Regions from separate parts of the Sus scrofa genome. Here all the other regions are linked to region 3. The links are chromatin contacts, called in public HiChIP or PLAC-seq maps. All regions are on one chromosome and are shown on one strand. The core of a region is the stretch at or near the end of the contact, and the rest is flanking DNA. Distances in the headings are between cores, read along the strand shown. Region 1 overlaps PPM1H (protein phosphatase 1H). Region 2 overlaps MON2 (protein MON2 homolog). Region 3 has its middle 110 kb from the start of PPM1H.

Evidence for each region. HiChIP or PLAC-seq counts read pairs in DNA pulled down with a chosen protein or histone mark.
Region 1: an H3K27ac HiChIP or PLAC-seq map of alveolar macrophages shows a contact between it and region 3. The contact joins two enhancer-like sites. A contact is called at or near these places in 1 of 47 Hi-C or Micro-C datasets (liver) and 1 of 2 datasets of contacts at active chromatin or transcription factors (alveolar macrophages).
Region 2: a contact with region 3 is called in an H3K27ac HiChIP or PLAC-seq map of alveolar macrophages. The contact joins two enhancer-like sites. A contact is called at or near these places in 7 of 47 Hi-C or Micro-C datasets (alveolar macrophages, embryonic fibroblasts, epiblast stem cells and 4 more) and 1 of 2 datasets of contacts at active chromatin or transcription factors (alveolar macrophages).

The regions. Positions count from the first base shown.
Region 1 is chr5:27,327,291-27,331,569 of Sscrofa11.1, forward strand. The region is part of intron 8 of PPM1H (protein phosphatase 1H); the gene reads right to left. Among named protein-coding and RNA genes, the nearest start is that of MIRLET7I, 77 kb to the left of the region's middle. Within about 2 kb of position 1,996, at least 24 of the 83 cell types and tissues checked have an H3K27ac peak or open chromatin away from gene starts, as enhancers often do. A contact at or near this core is called in alveolar macrophages, where this site is marked.
Region 2 is chr5:27,232,962-27,237,775 of Sscrofa11.1, forward strand. All of the region lies in intron 32 of MON2 (protein MON2 homolog), which reads left to right. Among named protein-coding and RNA genes, the nearest start is that of MIRLET7I, 17 kb to the right of the region's middle. Within about 2 kb of position 1,865, at least 7 of the 83 cell types and tissues checked have an H3K27ac peak or open chromatin away from gene starts, as enhancers often do. A contact at or near this core is called in alveolar macrophages, where this site is marked.
Region 3 is chr5:27,676,066-27,680,448 of Sscrofa11.1, forward strand. No RefSeq gene overlaps it. Among named protein-coding and RNA genes, the nearest start is that of PPM1H, 110 kb to the left of the region's middle. Within about 2 kb of position 2,461, at least 4 of the 83 cell types and tissues checked have an H3K27ac peak or open chromatin away from gene starts, as enhancers often do. A contact at or near this core is called in alveolar macrophages, where this site is marked.

The DNA of each region.
Region 1 (4,279 bases), core at 746-3,245, 350 kb before region 3:
GCCCCCACTTTACACAGGAGCTGGGGACAAACAGCTCTTTAATATGCACCTTCACTTACTGCTTGGCTGCCAGCTGTACCTAATATTTGTTCAGCACCTAGTATGTCTTCACCTCTTTGCTCTGTTACTGATAATTTGGGTGACCTGGCAAGAGAGCTCAGAGTACTGTAAGCTGATGGTGCTTCTTGAAGCAATGTTTTTTTTTTTTTTTTTGGCTGCATCCATGGCACGTGGAAATTTGAAGGCCAGGGATCGAACCCGTGCTACAGTTGCAACCTGCACCACAACTGCGGCAACATCGGATCCTGAACCCACATGGGAACTTCCTTGAGGCTACTTTAGGGTACTTTTTTTTGTTTGTTTTCTTTTGTTTTTTCTAGGGCCGCACCCGTGGCATATGGAGGTTCCCAGGCTAAGGGGTCTAATTGGAGCTGTAGCCGCCAGCCTAAGCTAGAGCCATGGCAACATGGGATCTGAGCTGGGTCTGCGACCTACACCACAGGTCACAGCAATGCCGGATCCTTAACCCACTGAGCGAGGCCAGGGATCGAACCTGCAACCGCTTGAGGCTACTTTAAAAAAGAATCCATCTATTCTAAAAGGCAAAAAAAAAAAAAAAAAAAAAAAAAAAAGAATCCATCCATTCTGCCAGTTGCCAAATCCCAGCTGCTCCTCACAGCGTTCACATCTTTATCAGCTCAGCAAATTCTCCAAGCCTTTTCCCCTCTTGAGTACTCAAGGTAGGATGAGGCACTCCCACGGCTCAGGCCCAGCTGTCTTCGGGAGCAAGAGCCCTCCCTCCTGCGTTATTAGAAGCCCTCACTTCAGTTCTCTGGGTCTCACTAGCTCTGGGACTTGACACAAGTCATTTATTTTTGTGACCTCTCAATTTTCTCATCCCCGAAGTCACTGTTTAAAAAGTGGAGAAAAAAGACAAGAAAAATAAATATAACATGTGCTCTGTCTCACGAAGCTTTTATAAAGATCAAATGAGGAGTTCCTGTTGTGAGGCAGCAGAAATGCATCTGACTGGTATTCATGAGGACACAGGTTCGATCCCTGGCCTTGCTCAGTGGGTTAAGGATCCGGCGTTGCCATGAGTTATGGTGTAGGTTGTAGAGGCGGCTTGGATCCCGTGTTGCTATGGCTGTGGTGGAGGCTGGCTGCTGTAGCTCCAATTCAGCCCCTAGCCTGCGAACTTCCATATGCTGCAGGTGTGGCCCTGAAAGGACATTAAAAAAAAAAAAATCAAATAAGATAATGTGGAAAGGAACTACAAATCCTTTTTTAAAAAAAAAAATCAGTGTTGGATTAGTTTCAGGTGTACAGCACAGTGAATCACTCATACATACAAATACATCCGTTCTTTTTTCACCATATAAGTTATTACAAACTGTTGAGTAGATTTTCCTATGCGGTACAGCAGGTTCTTGTTAGGAATTACAAATTCTAATGTGCAGCGTGTTTTTTTAATGGCTCTGATCTCAGGGTGGTACACCTGAAAAAAGTAGCTAGTTGGTGGAAGGAGATGAGTTAGGAGTGGGCTTCAGGGACCTGGGTTCGATTCCAAAAGTCTCACTTAAAATGACAGTAACTGGGACTCTCACTTATGATTTGGCAGAAAACCCAGGTGGTTCCCAAGGCGGAGGCTGCCAGTAGCTGGTGGACAATAGGAGTACAAATCCTCGGCCTCTCCACCCTCTGTGGCCAACCAATCCAAAAGCTCAGCCTGCAGAAGTGGGACGTGGCACTTGTAAAAGAAAAAGAAACTCCAGCGTACTTCCTTGTCACCCAGTACACGGAGAGATTATTTCAATACTGGCCGTCTGGCAGGCCACCAAGATTGCACCCAAATTCTCTGCTGTGACTCTCTCTACACTAGATGATGCCACGAAACACACACTGAACCTGGTGGCAGAAGACTAGGGTTTGAGACCTACCTCTGTCCCTTAATAGTTAGGCAACACCACTTTGTTCATTCGGATTTTAAAGTCACTTGCCGGGAATACGGAAAGAGGAAGTATTGATTCATCAGATGGGGTGTGTCAGGGGGGAGACATCTGGGCATCCCACGCCTTCGATGCAGAGGGAACTGCAGGGGCCAAAGCCTGGGGATGAGACAGGGCTGACATGCCAGGGCGGCTTTCCAGAGTTTGGTTTGGCTGCAGAACTGAGTTTCCACCGGGGAGCAGTGAGGGATGAGGCCTCTCGAACCTTCAGTGTCTCCCTTTGTGAAATGAAAGGTCAAGGTGGCCACTGGGGATGCTTATGGCTCAAACATTCCCCGACTCTTTCATCATGGGATGACTTAGACCTGGATGGGACCGACCACATGACCTCAGCATTTGACTGCAAATGAATCAAGGGACATTGAAGTATGACAAATATGTGGGCTGCTCCTGCCACCCAAAAAGGAGCTGGTTGTTTTGGCTGTGGGTATAATTTTCTATTTGAAAGGCACCACAGGTATTCTTGAGGTTTGCTTTTTTGTTTGTTTGTTTGTTTTAATCTACAGGCAAAATAAACACTTGACTTTTGAGGGTGTATGTAATCTAATAGCCAAAAAAGTTTCTAAACCAGCTAAAATATTATGTAATACAGAGTCTGAAGTTGTTCCCAGCATGTAGCTGCTCAAGCATAAGGCTTTCGTTTTCTCCACACAAGGCCAGAACTTTACAACTCAGTGAGGTAAGCTTTTTTCTTTAAATTTTTTGCTTTTTTAGGGCCACACCCATGACACATGGAACTTCCCAGGCTAGGGGTCTAATCGGAGCCACAGCTGCCAGCCTACACCAGAGCCACAGCAATGCCGGATCCGAGCCGTGTCTGCAACCTACACCACAGCTCATGGCAATGCTGGATGCTTACCACTGAAAGCGAGGTCAGGGATCAAACCCGCATCCTCCTGGATCCTAGTTGGGTTTGTTAACTGCTGAGCCATGAAGGGAACTCTGAGGTAAGCTTGATGAAGGCATTTCCTTTACATGTGGGGGTCGGGGGACGCCCATCCTCTACTCCTTTCTCTGGGATTCCAATGGCTTGTTCGAATCAAAGGCTCATTGAATGAACCAGTGAACAAATGGACTTGAATCTAGCTCATCAGTCATTTGAGGAAGAAGTTTCTGTTCACTCAGTTGCCCATCTGCAGAGATCAGGGTCAGAAAGAAATCCCAAGTGAAAGTACATGGGTGCCGTGGCGATGGACTGGATCGTGTCAAATTCATTTAGGAGGCGTGGGAGGTAGACACAGAGTGACCATACATCCTTGTCAGTCTGTCTGCGATAGTTTTGGTTTATGCTGCCTTCCCAGCATAATGATTAACAGTGTCCCTACGGACTCTCGAAATGTCCTGGTTGACAGAGTAAGTTATCTGGTCTCCTGGGGTGTAAATAATTAAATGACTACTATCCTTTATTCTTGTAGCTGCTACTTCTGGTGGTGGGGACTGAACATGACCACAGTGTCTTACTACTTCACAGGACTCTTCACAATGGCAGGATTTCAGGGACCTCAAGGGAGCAGGAGATCAAGTTACTACATATCCACACGGTATCCCTGATGAGCGGTGGGATACCTGCTGTGTGGCAAAGTCAACCCCACTGCCTGCAGTTATTCTGGATTATAAACCTAATGTTCCTGAATCTACTCAATACCATGTCATACCTCTATGGGAAATGAATCAGAAAAGTAATAGGCATATGTATATATATACCCGATTCACTTTGCTGTACACCTGAAACTAACACAACCCTCACCCCTCCCAAGCACAGTGAAAAACAGTTTATGACAGTGTTATTCATTCAGTGTTATTCTTTGGATCACCTGCCTCAGAGCTGTCTAAAAACATGAAAAATCCTAGGACCTACCCTAGACCTAGTGATTCCGATTTTCAGGAAGTGACTTCCAGGGATTTGCATTCTTTAGCGAACTCCTCAAAGCATTCTTATATGCATCAGTACAATAAATTAGTGCCAGCAAAAGATGTTCCATGTTTAATGGAAACATTCATGTGAAGTTATTATTTTTTTCAGGAGAGGATCAGGGAGGGATAATCTCCAATGAGAAGAAATGTTTGACACAATATATAGGTTGGCTCCTCTTATGTGACCACAAATTTCATGAGTTGCCAAGCTAGATTTTATGGGGGTGGGGGCAAGTAAATTCCACATTCTGGTTTTATTTAGCAAATCTCAAGACACTTCCTAATAGAAACCACCCTTGTGGATGACACACAGGTGCATGACAAGTGATTTTTACAGCTGGACTGGAGAGTTAGAG
Region 2 (4,814 bases), core at 615-3,114, 440 kb before region 3:
TTGTTTTTTTCTTACCTGAGTTGCCTGTGATTATATTTGAGGATTGACACTTTCCACTGTCCACTGCCCCTGCTAGAGGTGTTGCTTGTTGCCCTTGTTATCACTGCTCATGCTTCTGGCATTGCTGGGTACCTTCCTGCTGCTGGTGTCACTGTTAGAGCAGTGGGATAGCAGGTGTTGCCACTACATCCAGGATCTCTTAGGTCCATGCTGCTGAGTCCACTGCAGGGGGGCAAAAGGATGGATGGGCTAGGGAGCCAGAGTCTTGGGTGCTTTTGCCACATCCAGGGTTATCAGTTTCATGGATGCTGCTGCTGTGGGCAAAGGAGCCAGAGTCACTTGTGCCTCCGTGACTGGAGGATGACATTGCAGGCCTGTTGTTGCCTGGTTCCCTGTAGCCTTAACCACTGCTTTGGCCAAGAACCCAGAGTCACATACATCACCTATTCTGCTGCTACCACCAGGTTTTCTGAGGTGGTGGGCTCACCTGTTGTGTCTGGGGATCAGGATTGCACGCACTGCCTCCACTGTTTTTCTCATTCTGCCTCCTCTGTGTTTTAGTCCATCCACCTTTATGTACAGGTGCGTGGAATTCTCTAGAACCTTGGTGTATTGGGAGAGACATTTTTTGTTGAGTTACGGATTTTTACTGCTTTTGGATTGAAGGGAAGAAACAAATGGAGCTTCTCACACTGCTATGATGCTGACTTCACTCTCTGACTTTTTTTAACTAAATTGGTCAGAATTTAAGTATTGCATCTAGATAATTTATATATATATATAATGTATAGGCAATTTTACACACACACATATATATAAATTTGGCCGCATCCATGGCATGCAGAAGTTCGTAGGCCAGGGATCAAACACACACCACAGCATTGATTCAAGCTACTTCAGTGACAATGCCAGATTTTTAACCCATAGCACCATAAGAGAACTCCCTATTTTATACACACAGACAGTTGTTTTTTTTTTTTTTTTTTTTTTTTTTTTTGGATACCTGCAGCATATGGAAATTCCCAGGCCAGGGATCTAATCTGAGCCGCAGTTGCAACATGCACCACAGCTGTGGCAACACTGGATCCTTAACCCAGTATGCCAGGCTGGGGATCAAACCCATGCCTCAGCAATGACCCAAGTCACTGCAGTCAGGTTCTTAACCCACTGTGCCACAGCAGGAACTCCTTACATATTTTTAATATAGAACATGACTGACTTTTTTGGGGTTATAGGAGGCTTTTGTTCTATATTTGTACTTATCATTTAGATATAAACTGTAGAAATAACTGAATCATTTTTATAGCCCTTCCTCATTTGTTTCCCCTGTTACTCATTTCTTTCCAATTCATTCTTTACATTAATTCCAGAAATGATTTTTCCAAAAGCGCAACTTTGATCATTCATTTTCCCATTCTAGTAAAACAAAATAAAGTAATATTTTTATTTACCATAACCTACCAAATACAAAGAGCACTACTGACTCCATTCTATTCATGCTTTATTTCCCACTAGACTTTGTGTACCCTACTCTCCCACCAAACCAAAATTCTCAGTCTACCCAAGTATTCCCAATCCTTTGCTCATTCCATTCTCCTGCCTATATCCACCTTGTTCAGATATCACACCACTTTTTAGCCCTGTTTCTGTTCCTTAAAGGTGAGTGATTCCTATTTTGGTGAACTTAGAGCTCTTTTCTGTGTGCCTTTTTCTATTTGTATTACAGTTATACATGTACATGATTCATTCCCTTTAACGTAAACTTCTTGAGAGGCTTTTTGGGTCATGTTTTAATCTATCTTGAATCCTTCGCAACATTACTACTCACAGTGTGGTTGTTTTGGACCAGCCACTGGTCTTAAGAATTTGTCACTGGCCCAGGACAAGATAAAAGGCTGGCATCAGAGTATAAGTCAGTTGTGTCACTATGCACAATGGTTCAGCTGACTGAACTGTTTATTTATGAAACAAGACTTTGTTATAGAAGGAAATGTGTTCATTTATATTCTGGTACAAACATCCTAGCAGATTGGTGCTTTAAGCAGCATTACTTTTACTACCTAAGAAAAAAGCAGGTTCCTAATAAATGAGTCACAAGATATTTGTTCCTGTCAGTTGTTATATAATTACACATATTTTTCTGTTTTCAAAATTCACTGATTATTACTTTGGCCTGGAAGGGTGAGTATTATACTAAATATTAAGAGGCAGTAGACTAATGTGTATTCAACCTAAAAGAAGGGCTAAAATTTCTAAGAATAATCTTAGAAGAGTCTTCTTAATTTATCCCATCAAGTTCAAATTTGAGTTATCTTAATAAAATGTTTCAGTTGACTTTTCATAGAGGGAAACCATGTGTTAACTTCCTAGAGACCAGAAATCTAATCTTCATTAGATCACAGGATAGAATTTGATTCCTAGAAATATACTTAAAAACTAAATAGGAAATTCCCAATTTTTCATGTTATTGCTATAGATATATTAAATACAGAAATATATATCAGTACATAGACTTGCATTACTTTTTATGGTCTTTATATGGCTGTCAGTAATGTAACTAGAAGTTGTATAAAGGAAGAAAAGGGAAGGAAAACTCAGTAACCTTTTTTTACAAAGTCATTGCGCCATGGATAGGGCAGTGGAGTAATGATAGATGATCTAACTAAATTGTGTTAAAAATCGTTTACAAGAGGGAGTTCCCATTGCAGCTCAGTGGTAACAAACGCAACTAATATACGTGAGCATACGGGTTCAATCCCTGAGCTTGCTCACTGAGCTGTGCTGTAGGTCGCAGGCATGGCTTAGATCCGGCATTGCTGTGGCTGTGATGTAGGTTGGTAGCTGCAGCTCCAGGGGCCCCTAGCCTGGGAACTTCCATATACCACAGGTGCAGCCTTAAAAAGAAAAAAAAAAATTGTTTTAGAAAGTATGAATATATGCCTCTGGGCATATAAAGTGAAGATTTAAACTAAATGTAATCATAAATGATGATGATATAATAATGTATGAAAATGGTGTGATAATCGTCACTAAGAAACAGAAAAAAAGAAGCAACTTAGAGAAATCCAGATCTTCCCAGTAAAAATATGTTGGACGACTTGTAGCCAGTACCAAATTAATTCAAGGAGATGGCTGTAAGTTTTGGAACCAGCCTAAACCCAACCATTTGTTTAGAATGTTTGCTATTTGTTTTAGGGTTTTCTGGTGGGAGAGGAGGCATTTGTTGAACCTATCTTTAGTTTTGAGGAATCTTGTTTTTTATCATTTTACTTGATTGTTAATTAAAATTTTGAGTAGTAGTAAACATACACATGGTTCAAAAATTCAAAATTATAGAAATATGTGCGGGGAAAAGTTTGGGTTTTTTGTGGTGGGTTTTTTCCTTTTCTTTTTTTTTTTTTTTTTTTTTAATCTTTTTGCCTTTTCTAGGGCTGCTTCCTGCGGAATATGGAGGTTCCCAGGCTAGGGGTCCAATCAGAGCTGTAGCCGCTGGCCTATACCAGAGCCACAGCAATGCAGGATCCAAGCCTCGTCTGCAACCTACACCACAGCTCACAGCAACGCTGGATCATTAACCCACTGAGCTTTGAGGCCAGGGATTGAACCCGCAACCTCATGGTTCCTAGTTGGATTCGTTAACCACTGTGCCACGACAGGAACTCCAGTGGGTTTTTGTTTTTTATGGGTTTTTTTTTGGCCATGCCTGCAGCATGTGGAAGTTCTCAGGGCAGGGATCAAACCCATGCCACAGCAGTGGCAATACCAAGTCTTTATCCACTAGGCGACCAGGGAACTCCTAGGGAAATGTTTTGAGATGGTCATTCCCCTGTTCTACATCTGCCCAGCTCTCTCACCTTACCATAGTCAACCATTTTTATTAGCTTGTGGGTCCTTCCCTAAGTTTTTTATGTAAGTACAAAAAATATATATAGTTGGCCCGTGAACAACTCGGGGATCACTGATGTCAGCCTTCCAAGCAGTCAAAAATCCATTTATAACCTAGATGGTTCTTCTGTATCTGGGGTTCTGTATCCTTGGACTCTATCATCCAGGGATTGTGCAGTGCTTCAGTGTTGACTTTTGGAAAAAATCTGTGTATAAGCAGACCCATGCAGTTCAGATCTGTGTTGTTCAAAAGTCAGCTGTGCTCCAGTACACCCCCAGTTTTTAACATGAACAAATATGCACAATAGCTCCAAGTTATACCTACTGTTCTGAATATACTTCATTTTTTCCACTTCCTAAAATACCATGGTGATACTTCCATACTCAATACATACAGCTTTTTCATATAGCTTTTTTGTTTGTTTGTTTTTGTCTTTTTAGGGCCACCCCTGCAGCATATGGAAGTTTCCAGGCTAGGGATTGAATCGGAGCTACAGCTGCCAGCCTGTGCCACAGCCAAAGCCACACCATATCTGAGCCTCATCTGCGACCTCAGAGCGAGGCCAGGGATCAAACCCGTTTCCTCATGGATACTAGTCGGGTTCCTTACCACTGAGCCACAATGGGAATTCTGCCTTTTCATTGTTTTGATGGCTAAGTCCAAAGTGACCATGAAAATCTATGGTTAGTTTTTATTTTTTTATTTTTTATTTTTATTTTTTGTCTTTTTAGGGCCACACCCATGACATGGCGAGGTTCCCAAGCTAGAAGTCGAATCAGTGCTGCAGTTGCTGGCCTACACCAGAGCCATAGCTACTCTGGATCTGAGCTGCATCTGTGACCATCACCACAGGTCACGGCAACGCTGTATCCTTAACCCACGGAGCAAGGCCAGGGATCAAACCCACATCCTCATGGATACTAGTCAG
Region 3 (4,383 bases), core at 1,211-3,710:
TGGTGTCTGGGACACCTTAGACAAATGATGTAACCTCCCCCTCCCCGAGCCTGAGTTTCCTTTTCTGTAGAGGACTTGAATTAGGCTAGTAGTTATTGATAGGTTCAAGTAACTGCAAGGGAAACCAGTGCTGTTAGGCATTCATGGGGGAATATGAATGGATGAGGCAATTCAGAGGGCATGTTGATAGTGTCTATTAAATATTTTTATACCTTACAATTACAAAAATGGTAACCACCTAAATGTCCCTAAAGGAGCAAATATCTAAATAAATAGTGCTATGGTCTTGGTAAGTGTTATGCAGCAATTAGAAGAAATGTAATGTGGACCAACCTGGGTAGTTCTCCAAGATTATGCTGAGTAAAAATCTAGCTACAGAATGCTATTCCCTGTGGTAACTTTTATCTGAGGTGATGTCATCAATTTCTTTCTTGTTTGGACATGTCATTCTTCCAGCAATAGGCTGAATTTCTTCCTGCCCTCCCCTTGAATCTGAGGTGGTCTTAATGACTTCCTTAACCCATAGAATATGGCAGAAGTGATTCTGGGACTTCTGGGGTTAGGTTGTTAGAAGTTTTGCAGCTTCCTTCTGGGTGTCTTGGACCTAGTTATTATAACTCTTCCTCTGGGGAAAAGTCATCTATTATGTAAAAAGTGCAGTTGTCCTGAGAATGGGGTGTGTGGAGAGCAGAAGATGCCAGCCAGCCCTTGCCATTCTAGCCATCTCAGCTGGAGGCAACAGACATGTGAGTGAAACTGCCATCTTGGGCATCACAGCCCCAGTAGATGCCACGTAGAGGAAGACCCAAGGTCCTACATATACGGCCCAGTCAAGCCATCCCAGTCCTCCCTAGTCTTTTTTTTTTTTTTTTTTTTTTTGTCTTTCTGCCATTTCTTGGGCCGCTCCTGCGGTATATGGAGGTTCCCAGGCTAGGGGTCGAATTGGAGCTGTAGCCGCCGGCCTACGCCAGAGCCACAGCAATGCGGGATCCGAGCCGCATCTATGACCTACACAACAGCTCAGGGCAATGCCGGATCTTTAACCCACTGAGCAAGGGCAGGGATCGAACCCGCAACCTCATGGTTCCTAGTCGGATTTGTTAACCACTGCGCCACCACGGGAACTCCCCAATCCTCCCTAGTCTTTTGAGGCCCCAGAGGCTCCCAAGAGGAGCCATCTCTGCCATGTTCTGCCCTAGTTTCTGACTCACTGAATTGTGGACATAATAAATGTTAGTTATTTTACACCAGTAAGTTTTTGTGTGGTTTGTTACACACCAATGGATAACCAGAACAACACGATACGTTGTGCATTAGAACACACACACAAAAGCCCAGATATTTCTTGTGTGTGTGTGTGTGTGTGTGTTTGTGTGTGTGTGTGAAAGGGGGGGGAGGGGGAGAGAGAGAGAGAGATCTAGAAGGATAAACTCTAAATTGATGACAATATTTATGTTTAGGTCAAAGAGGAGGTCAAGCAGGATTCAACATGGAGATCCTTAAAAGGGACTTTATCCCTTTGTACAATCAGGGTTCAGTTAGGAAAATGGAAGTTACTGTGTAGATTCAGGTAGGAGGGGCTTGAATTTGGGTAATTAGATGTTGCAGAAAGGGCAGGAGAAGAGAAATAAAGTAGGGGAAGGCTGACATGAATCAGTTGTGCCACTAACTCGAAGAGAGTGAGGAAATTGCAGGAGTTGCAGGAAGGAACTTGGGATGGTCCCGTCTGCTGGGAGAGCGGAAATGCTTGGAGGCGGTTGGGAAGCTTCACAGTCACAGAACATCTGTCCACACAGTGTGGGAGCAAGGATGGGTGTGTTTCCCTTCTGCCTTCCAAACCTTGACTGAATGCCTCCCATTGGTGAAAGTTGACTTGGAATCTTGTTGCCAAGGGGTTCCAGGAAATATAGAACAGGGAATGTAGGGCATTGTGCTCAGATGCCAACAGAAAACCCTGCTCTGAAAAAAATTGTGAAACACTAGCCTTCTAAAGTGTATAAAATTGAAAGTTGCTTCAGCTGGTAACTCTTGTACAGAGTCGTGGATTTTCAGCTTCAGCTCAGTAAAAAAGTAATCATTTTCAGTTTTATTTTTGTATCTTTCACACTTTGACAGCAGGGAGTGAGGCGGTAAGACAGATTCTGAAGGTGGTTCCATGATCTCCACCTCCTAGTATTCACTCTTTTGCGTCTTTCCTCTCCCCTTGAGTCTGGGTGGCACCTGTTACTGGCTTCTAAATGTTAGGGCAAAGGTCATGGAGGGACGTATTTAAGAGTTAGTGACCATGTGATTACACTGCATATATTGGAAGCTCTGGTCTTGCTGGATTCTCTCTCTCCAGAGCTGACTGAGGAAGAAAGTAGCCATGTGATAAGAAACTGTGGGCAGGCAGGATGTAGGAGCTGAGAGCAGCCACTGGCCGCCAGCCAGCAAACCCGGAAGCTCTCAGTCACAAGGACCTGTTTGCTGTCAACAACCATGTGGGTAGGGAGGTGGATCTTCCACGGCCAAACCTCCAGATGAGACCTAGCCTTGGCTAATACCTCAGCTGCAGCCTAGGAGGATCCCAAGCTAAGCCATGCCCAGACTCCTATCCCAGGAAGCATGAGATAGAAAATGCATATTGTCTTAAGCCACTAAGTTTGTGGTACTGTCATTATGCAGCAATAGAAATCAAATACAGTGACTTTTTCTACCTCTGCTTGGGCCTGGCTCTGTTGTGGACCCCTGAGGCCATACTGCGGTGTTCTGGTGCTTAATTAGACCCCTCCTCTGGCAGTGGTCACCAAAGTGGGGGACAGAGAGGGGAGTGTCAGCCTTTGGTGTGGGCACCATGATCTGTAGGCATATGAAAACATTTGAAATCTATTTATTTTCTCTAAAATTATAAGAAGGAATTTAAGCTTTTGAAATATTCAACCTATAGATTGATGCTCACTTGGTTCAGTTCACATGTCATAGGGTCACAAATTGTGGGGATGGGTGAGGTACTTTTAGAGCAGAACAGGAGTCTACCCATGGAAAAGGGCTCACACACAAGTGGCGGTTTCACTCCTTCCTTCTTTTTAGTGCATTGTGACATGTGGCAGTGCAGGGGACTTAGTAAGATAATCTTCCCCAATGAACCAGTGGCATAAAGAGATTCTTACAAAGAATGTAAAGAACTCTAAAATAATACTAACCTGCAAGAGTAAGTTTCTATAAGAACATAATAATGCTGACATTTTTTATTAGTGTAAACTTTTTCACATTATGAAATTAAAGCAATGATAATATAATCTTACATAATAAAATGCAAAATTAATAAACATATTATTTGAAATATGAATGGATGCAAATATTACAGCATGTCTTTGTGGGATTACTTCTTTAGCTTCTGTAATGTTAATACCAACTATCCAAGTAAATTCAAACCTTTGGATTGTGGCAGTCAGAGAAAAAAGGGCGTGAGAACAAAAGGTATTTTTGTGGCCCTAAAGCAAAGATGCAGAATTATTTAAAATAATTTATCACATATTTAAATCATTTAAAAATTCTATTCTTGTGTGTTTTGAAATATTCCTATGTGAAAATTATAGACATGGAGGTAAGATTCAATTGTATTGGTATTACAAAACATTATTATAATATTTAAGAGATCAAAACCTGTTTTTATACCCATAAAAAGGAAATAAAATATATAAATACATAAACATATTTTTATTTCATCTTTATTTCATGATATTTATTTTTCTGTTTGAATATGAAATAGATATGCATATTTGTAATTTATAAATACATACCTGTATATTAAGGATGGTGTGCCTGTATATTTTTGCTGCTGGGGTACAAAATCAATTTGTTTGAAGATCTGCTCTAGTGAATAAGAATACCTGGTGTATATAGAATTGAATAGGTGGGTATTTCTGATGTTGTTCAGACTTATAATGAGACCAAGAGTGTCTCTAGGTTGGAGCTCAGGGCCCCACTGTACATGGATGCATTCTACAGAGTTTATGGGAAGACACAGAGACCAGGGAAATTCAATTTAGTTATTTAGTTAGTAAATTCAATTCCTTGGTTAACTTTCCAGTCATTGTGGGGTGATTGAGAAGGGGCTGGATTCCTGTCTCCAAGAGCTTATTATGTCATTGTCATTGTAGAGAAAGACATAAATGAGCACATGAGTGCTCTAATAAAGATATAAAGTAGTCTGTGATGGAATTTAGAGAAAGCAAATATATTGAGGACTCTGGACTATAAACCATACTTTGGACCTCAGGCTAGTTACATACTGTTGTGTATTGCTTTCTTAGTTTGTAAAACTGAAATAATAGTACCTCCCTACATACCTGAAAGGTCATCATGGGGTTAAAATAATTAAAAGTTGAGAACTTGGAATTC